Linked DNA regions of Mus musculus: region 1 is linked to region 2. A link is a contact called in public HiChIP or PLAC-seq data. All regions are on one chromosome and are shown on one strand. The core of a region is the stretch at or near the end of the contact, and the rest is flanking DNA. Distances in the headings are between cores, read along the strand shown. Region 1 has its middle 12 kb from the start of Gm29856. Region 2 overlaps Sdccag8 (serologically defined colon cancer antigen 8).

The links. HiChIP or PLAC-seq counts read pairs in DNA pulled down with a chosen protein or histone mark.
Region 1: an H3K27ac HiChIP or PLAC-seq map of microglia shows a contact between it and region 2, with 6 times the contacts expected there. The contact joins two enhancer-like sites. A contact is called at or near these places in 3 of 115 datasets of contacts at active chromatin or transcription factors (embryonic basal ganglia, microglia and pancreatic cancer cells).

Annotation. Positions count from the first base shown.
Region 1 is chr1:177,466,228-177,470,319 of GRCm38.p6, forward strand. No RefSeq gene overlaps it. Among named protein-coding and RNA genes, the nearest start is that of Gm29856, 12 kb to the left of the region's middle. Within about 2 kb of position 1,279, at least 70 of the 459 cell types and tissues checked have an H3K27ac peak or open chromatin away from gene starts, as enhancers often do. A contact at or near this core is called in microglia, where this site is marked.
Region 2 is chr1:176,851,386-176,855,119 of GRCm38.p6, forward strand. Sdccag8 (serologically defined colon cancer antigen 8) reads left to right here. Exons shown (of 18, transcript NM_029756.3): 9 at 2,379-2,517. Among named protein-coding and RNA genes, the nearest start is that of Sdccag8, 39 kb to the left of the region's middle. Within about 2 kb of position 2,481, at least 46 of the 459 cell types and tissues checked have an H3K27ac peak or open chromatin away from gene starts, as enhancers often do. A contact at or near this core is called in microglia, where this site is marked.

The sequences.
Region 1 (4,092 bases), core at 29-2,528, 610 kb after region 2:
CATTGTCTTATAGTGCTAGAGTGCAAAATAAATACAGAAAGAAAGAAAGAAAGAAGGAAGGAAGGAGAGAGAGAGAGAGAGAGAGAGAGAGAGAGAGAGAGAGAGAGAGAGATTGATTGTTGGTACAGCCATGCTCCCTGCAGAAGCTCCATTGAGGAAACTTCCTGACTCTTCACTTCCAGTTTCCGATGTTCCTGTGGCTGCAGTTTAACCTTCATTGTTCCTAACCAATGCTGTCTCTCCTTTTGCTTCTTCTGAGGACAACTGACCATTGGACTCAAGGCTGTGACAGTATCCTAGAGTTTGTTGTATCTGCAAAGACCCCTTTTCTAAGTAAGGAAGCACTCACAGGGTCTGGGTGCTAATGAAGATCTATCTTTTAGTAAGTCACCGTCTAACCCCTGACAGAGGGCTGAAGACTGAGTGTGTTCTGGGTGCTGGATGAGGTCAGCTCTTATAGGGTCTCTGGAGCAAGGGGAGTCGTTTCCATGTACATTCCAGAAGAAGTCCTCGTTCTCTTGTGGAAGCAGATAGGTAGCAATGGCACATCTACAGTGCTGGAGATCAATGCTGGGACAGAAGGTAGGGGACTGGCTAAGTTCTCACCAGAGCAAGGGGTGCACAGAAGTGTTTGGATTATAGATCCAGTCAGTCAATGTACTTGGAGTAGTGGGGCAGTCGGGTGGCTGGCAGGGTGGAAGCACTAGAATCATACACCATTCTGACCTGAGTCTCCATACTGTCCTTCCCCAGGAGACAGCCCAGGGAGGTGGGAAGAATATTGGCAGAATCTGGGTTCAAATCCCAGACCTTCCTTCCATTTCCCAGATTCTTGTTGTTCATGATGTTTCCCAGTGCCTGAGCTGTGGTTTTCTGTTCTAAAGTAGATCTAGCAATACAGACTTCACAGATCTCTTGAAAGAATTAAAGATAATATGAGCAGGGTGTGTATGGGTCTAGGGTTTGGCACCTCGTGAGTATCCAGATGTGCCAGCTCTTCCTCTTGCTTGGCCTCACCCCTTTCCGGCTGGTACTTCCCCTGGGCTCAGCTGTGCCTGTCAGCTTTTACTTCTCTTTGCCACTCCACCTGCGGCTTCTGTCCCCAGGGATCTGTCCTTAGAGGGACCCTCTCCACTGACCTGGAACATTCAGTCGACGTCTTTTCCTGGTGCCTGAGGACCAGCATAGCTGCTGTAAAGGCAATGAGCTATGAGGTGGGTGGGCCGAGGGCCTGAACCTCGAGTGCTTGCTTAGCTGATCTCTGTGGTGGTAGCTCTCTCTCTCTCTTACATCACTTACCCAGCAAACGTTCTGAGAAAGCTGGCATCGCCTGGCTCGAGAAAACCCAAGCTGAACTGTCCTTTCCTCTTGGTGTGTCTTGCTCACTCTGCTTTGCAGCCCACTCCCCCTTGGCAACAGATCCCTCCTCCCCCTACACTGGGTTCATGCCCCTACTGTACAGTTCTTAACGGCCTGACTTTCCCCCAGAGCCTCACAAATACCCTAACCCATAGTATGAGTGGTGACTGATGCTGAATCTAGAAGAAGCCTGGTACCAGTTTCTTTTGCCTCGATTTGATGACCCAGAAATTCAGATTTGAATGACTAAAGAGGGTCACCTTTGAAAGCCACAAATCGGGGTTTCAACTTAGTCAAATTTCAGGCTCAGATAAGGGATGAGAAGTGACTGATCTACAGTCACACAACTGGGTTGTAGTATGGATTTGAGATTTGGTTTTGGTTTTTGTTGTTGTTTTGTTTTGTTTCCTAATGTGCTTCCTGCCTCTTGGTGCTACTCAGAGTGGTAAACGAGATGGCTATGCCCCACATCGTCCATGGATCAGGGATCCACTGAGGCCACTGAGACCATCCTGTGTTTGATGGAGAAAACTACCATCAATTATTCTGACTATGCATATGCTCTGGAGTACCCAAAGCTTGTCCGTGCCTTCTAACAGAAGCTAGGCTCCCATCTAGACAAATCCTGGCCAGCAAACTCAGCCTTACTGCATCTCCTTTTTGTGTTTAGGACTCAGTTTACATTTAATTGATGTTCAACACATTGTGAGCTGGGGTGTGTGTGTGTGGGGGGGGGGTTGCTTGCTTTCTATGGCAATGTAGATTTGAGGTTCATGGGGCAGGTTCCAATCTGAGAAAGAGTCAGCCTCTTCCATGCTGGAGTCTTTCTGGTATGTGTATCACGCTCTGTGTATTTCCCACTGACTTGGTTGTTCTCGGAAGCACAAACTTAACAGAGGTCTCAGGGAGGTGGGTTTAGGAAGGTCTGGTGGTGGGGCTCAGACATCATCCATGTAGTCCCCCAATCTCCGGGAGGCCGCTCACAGGCCTAGCTTCTGAAGCAGAACCCTTCCATCCCTCCATCCCCCTTTCTTGGAATTGAGGGGGAGGTGAGAAGGGGCTTGGCTCCATGCCTGGCACACAGCGATCCTCCAGGAAGGTGCCAGCTATTACTACAGCTACTGTTGGTATTACTGTCACAGCTTCCACACCTTCCACACCACCCACAGGCTGCTTCCTGCCAGCATCCCGACCTGGAGGGAAGGGAGAGAGGTGGAAGATAGGAACCATAGAGTGTGGAGGTCAGTGCTTTCCCAGGCTTGGCCTGGAGAGACATTCTGCTGCCCTTGCCAGCCTCCCGTGCTCCCTCTGTATGGTCATTCCTAAATGCCATGGCGTTCACTGCCTGTAACACACGTGTCTGTTCTCGTTCCCATTGAGACCACTGCGACCTATTGTGAATTGGGCATTTGATAGTGACGCTCACATTCTCACATCAACCGCAGGAAGCTGGTGTCTCCCACAAACTGTGATACAGAAGAATCAAGAGTCCAAGGGTGAAGTAGTGTGCCCAAGGTCAAAACCAGTTGATGGGCTGAGCCCCGCCTATCTCCAAAGCTGGCACTGCAGCTGCCTGCTTAGAAACCCCTGCTGGCTGTCACCAGCCACAGTTACCAACACTTGGTCATCGTTAGGGGTGGCAGGTGATTTTCCCTTTACAATTCTTAGATTCTGGGCTTTCCAATTACTCTCCGAAGGAGCCTGCTACATTTGTGTAAGTGAAATAGCATTGGTGGTCACTAACGGTGCACTGGCTATATGTCATCTCATCTATACCTTGTGCAACCTTTGTTTTTCTTCCTCTCTGTTTTTCCTTCCCACTCCCCTTCCCCTCTCTTTCTCTCTCATTTCCCTCCATTTATTTTGTCTGTCTGTCTATCTATCTATCTATCTATCTATCTATCTATCTATCTATCTACCTGAGACGGGATGTTGCTATGTAGCCCTGGTTGGCCTAGAACTTGTGGCTTTCTCCTGCTTCTGATTTTATAATCCAGCCCCATTTCCTGTCCTCTTTCTGCTTCCCGACTGCCTAGGAAAGACAGCCAGGCAGCTTTCTGCTCCTGCTGCCATCCTTTGTCCACCATATTGGAATGTATTCCCTTGAACTGTGAGCCTGAATATGGCCATCTTTCCTCAGGACAGTTTATCATAGCACCAGGAAGAGACAGGGAGGGCTCATGTACAGAAAAGCAGCCCATGTCTATACTGGATTCCATGAAATCTTTATGAGTGAGACTTAGTAGGAAGAAGTTAGGACGGTGTGGATGTGACCTTGAAGGGGATCATGGGACCCTAGCTCCTTTCCTGGTTCTCAAACTGTTTCACAGTTACTTGCTGTACCCAGCATTCCCTTTTTGGTGTGCTGCCCCACCACAGACCCTGGGGACAATTGGACCATAGAGTGGAGATTCCAAAACTGTGAGCTACAACAAACAAACACAAACAAACAACAACAAACCCCCTTCTCTCACAGAAGCTGCTTACCCCAGGGTTCTTGTTGCAGGGACAGAAGTTGGAAAGGGACTCCCCCTTTCTGTGTGTGTCTTCCTTTCTGCATTTCATGGCCTGCACAGCCCTGACCTCTTTCTTGTGCGTGACTTTGTTCCACTTTCAAGTGCAGAGGTGTGTCCTGATCATGTGGGGTCTGGAGGTTACTAGCCTGGAGTCTTGTAAACACTGAGCATTCCCTGGTTTGCTGAAGGAACGGGTGGGTGGATGAGTCATTTTGTA
Region 2 (3,734 bases), core at 1,231-3,730:
AAGATAGTAGACTCATAAACAGATTAAACTATTCTAAAGTAGTTTAATTTGTGGCTTTAATTTTACATGTATTTTTTATGTGCATGTGTTTGTGTGCACACATGCATTCCATGGCAGAGAGCCTCTCTCGGGAGTTGTTTAACTCCTCCCACCATGTAGGTCCTTGGCATGAGACTCAGTTTGTCATCCCCAGCAGCAAGCGCTTTCCCCACAGTGAGTCATCTTGCGGCCCCGTACATATGTTCTTCTTGTCATTTATTTTGTCTAGGATCTACTATGTGACAAATACTACTCTTGATAGAGGGTGCCCTGAAAATAAACTAAGTGGCTTAAAGCTATCTCCGTGAGAAGCAGAGGTGGTCGCTCTTGGCCTCGCAGGGTCAGTTAACTTGTTTTACATTCACTGGGCAGCTTGCCGTTCTCTTTGGGGCTGGGAACCTCGTCCTTGTGATAGAGTAGTATCAGGGCAGAGAAAGGATGCCACCGAGCTATAACGTTTTTGCTATTCAGTAGCTCTCAGGGAGGCGAGCACATGATTCTCAGACTGCTTTGTGCTCCTAAGGGTGATTTTCTTCCAGGTTCATAGGTCCTTGTCATTTGTGTATCCCGGTTTATGTTATTTACACTTTTGTTTTGAAACTCAAATAAGTACAAATTCTGTTTTGCTTGCATTCCTTTTTTACTTTAGAATGATAAATCTGCTTTTGAGTCTCTTACTCTCCCACATAATTATGCCTCATAATATTCAATCAGAACAATTTACTGTTTTTTATTTCACTTAGGATAAAAATTAAGTAATTTTCATGGATTTAAAACAAATCAGGAAGCTCATCACCATTCCATGAATTTTATGCTATTTGTAACAATTTGTGGTTTAACAAAAAGAGCTTTTATGAATGTGTTCAGCATTACATGTTTCTAAAACTGTGTGTGACTATTTTCCAAATACCACAGATAGTTTAAAATCTTTTCTTCGGGAGATTTGTGGAGTCATTAGTTAGTTTAGAAGGGTATTTGGAATCAGTGTTTGCGATCTTCCAAACCACTCTTCAGTGCTTGCTTGCAGCTTGCTTGCTTGCAGCTTGCTTGCTTGCAGCTTGCTTGCTTGCAGCTTGCTTGCTTGCAGCTTGCTTGCTTGCTTTTCTTTCCTTTTTCTTTCTTTTTATCCCAGTTGCTTCTTCTCTGACAGTTTATAATCTGGCAGCGGGTTGACGCTGCATGAGAGAGCTGGTCATGTTGATGGCGCACAAGATGGCACATGTACAGTCCAGCATGCTTTTCACTCTGCTTTGTAGATGTAGACAATTTACCACCTCATTTCTCTCATTGGCACCGTGGGTATGTACAGTTTTAAACTATATCTTTATTTTGCATATACATGTGCTAGCTTGTCTGCATGCTGCATGGGGTCCTGAGAGACCGAATGTAGATCTGGTCGGGAACCACTTGGTGTGGGTGCTGAACCCAGGTCCTTGTGAAGAGCAAGTTCTTCTCCCTGAGCTGTCTCTCTAGTTCCCCCTACTACGGATTGTTGTACAGTGATAAGTTTCGAAATATCCTGAGAGTTTGTTATGGAATTCGTTTAACCCGGGAAATTGGATCTTAGCAATTTTTCATGTCACAACATTGGTATTCTGCTTACTCAACAAGCAGCCCAGCCTAGTGGACATCTGAGGCTTATTAAGGGAGGGGTGGAGCTTGCCCAGGATTCAGACCAGTAGCCAAGATTTTGTTCAATTAGAGTGTCAGCTCCTAAAAGATACAACTGGAGGGCTTGAGGGGTCCCATAAAAATACCCACTGAAATAAAAAGCAGAAATAAACAGCAGACTTCATAACTAGCTGAGAGAATTTGACTGGGGGTGGGGGAGATGAAAATGAGGCCACGGAAGGATTAAAAGGAAGTGTGTCCACCAGTCCTAGCAAGCCAGAGTAGACAGCACGTCAAGGCCTTTGAACCCCCACCCCTGCCTGCTAACGAGTGAGACCAAGGTTTCTCTTCAAATATTCTAAGTCTTTCACATAGACTTCCTCATTGGTAAAGCTGCCTTTGATGTGCGCACTCTTCTGAACTTGGTTGCCTGTCCCAGCTCCTTCACTTCCCTTTTCTAAGTCATTCCCTCTTGCTGAGGCCTCTCTCTGTGGTCCTGCATATGCCAGCCATTTCCAAAAAAGGGTATTGTCCCATGCAGATGTGGTCCTGCCTGGAATGCCGCAGTCCTTCTGCCACTCTGCCTGCCACTTGCCGAAGGAGGACAGAGGGTCGTTCTCTGGGTGGTGCTTGATGCGTGCTGAGCAGGCCCGCCATAGCACTTCTAATACACACGAGTGCTTCCCTTTCTTCATTTCTTACCTGGTGTGTTCTTTTTGTGCTGACAGAGAGAGAGATGACTTAATGTCTGTGCTAGTCTCTGTGCGGAGCAGCTTGGCAGAAGCGCAGAAGAGAGAGACAAGTGCCTATGAGCAGGTGAAGCATGCTGTGCAGATGACAGAGGAAGCCAACTTTGAGAAGACCAAGGCAAGTCTGATGGGTGGAAAGGGATATAGCACACAGCCACTTTCCACATGTGTATTTCTCTGATTATTTTTTACAACTGAACTAATTGCAAACACACAAAACAGATGTCAGTCCACAAATGTTGACTTCTCTAAATTAAAATATATATATATTATTTGGAGAGTTCTTATTCTTCTGTAAATATTTCTGTTCTGCCACTACTCAGAAGTGTAAAATAATGTGGGAAAGTGCTTTGGGAGACCTGCTGGTGTGCATAATCTTGTTTACAGATAGGTAGTCACTACAGGCAGCCTCTGATGGTTTAGTCTAGCTTCACTTCTGGCCTGAGCATCTCTCAAGACCTAAGGAGCATCCATGGCAGTCCTCTACTGCCAGGAGTGGAAGGAGCTCAGCTCCACCTCCCTTATCAGGAGGGACTGGAAACTGAGCCAAAGCCTGCCCTTCCCCACTGTGATCTACCCATCAGATGCAGCCATAGCTGTGGGAGAGCATCTCACCCAATACCTTTGACTCTGCATCTTCCCTCTCTCTGGTTACTTCTTTCTTTATCATTTCCTTCTCCACAGCCCTCTTTTCTTGCTGAGAGGCAAGCTCCTTTTCCAGTCTTTCTGTCTGCCTCTCCAGCTCACTCTTCAGCTGCTCACACTGGATCAAAGCCTGCAGGCAAGAGAGCGAGAAGGGACGTCAGGAGTGGGAAGGCACACCAGGGAGAAAAGAGGCAATGATACCCTTTTTTATTTAAGATAGCTCAACCCCCATCTACCGATATTGAATACTGTATTTTATTATACACAGACACATTTTTAATAAAGTCCCTTAGTATCACTTACAATTTAGTCCACTCCCATTGACTAGAAAACAACTTTCTGTTATCAGGATGGACATTTTACAATGCCAATAAAAGTTCATAATTGAAAAAACCAAAAATTTTCCTTGAACCAAAATTGCCTATTATGTGTTTTCACAAATAAAAACTCTCTCGCTACCATCATCGATAGCATCCAAACATAAACTAGGATTTCAAAGTTATAGTTTAAAAGCCTCAGTGAAGCTAGGGAGCCTGGGTATCTTGGTCTTGTTCCAGTTATTTGTGCCTGCAGCATCTGCCTCACCCAACTTTAATTTCCCTATCTTTTTGGTGGTGTCTTTCCGGGTAACATTCTTGTCACCCTTGGTCAAGTGCAGTCGGGCTTTCAGCAAGTTCCAGATTGTGTTCG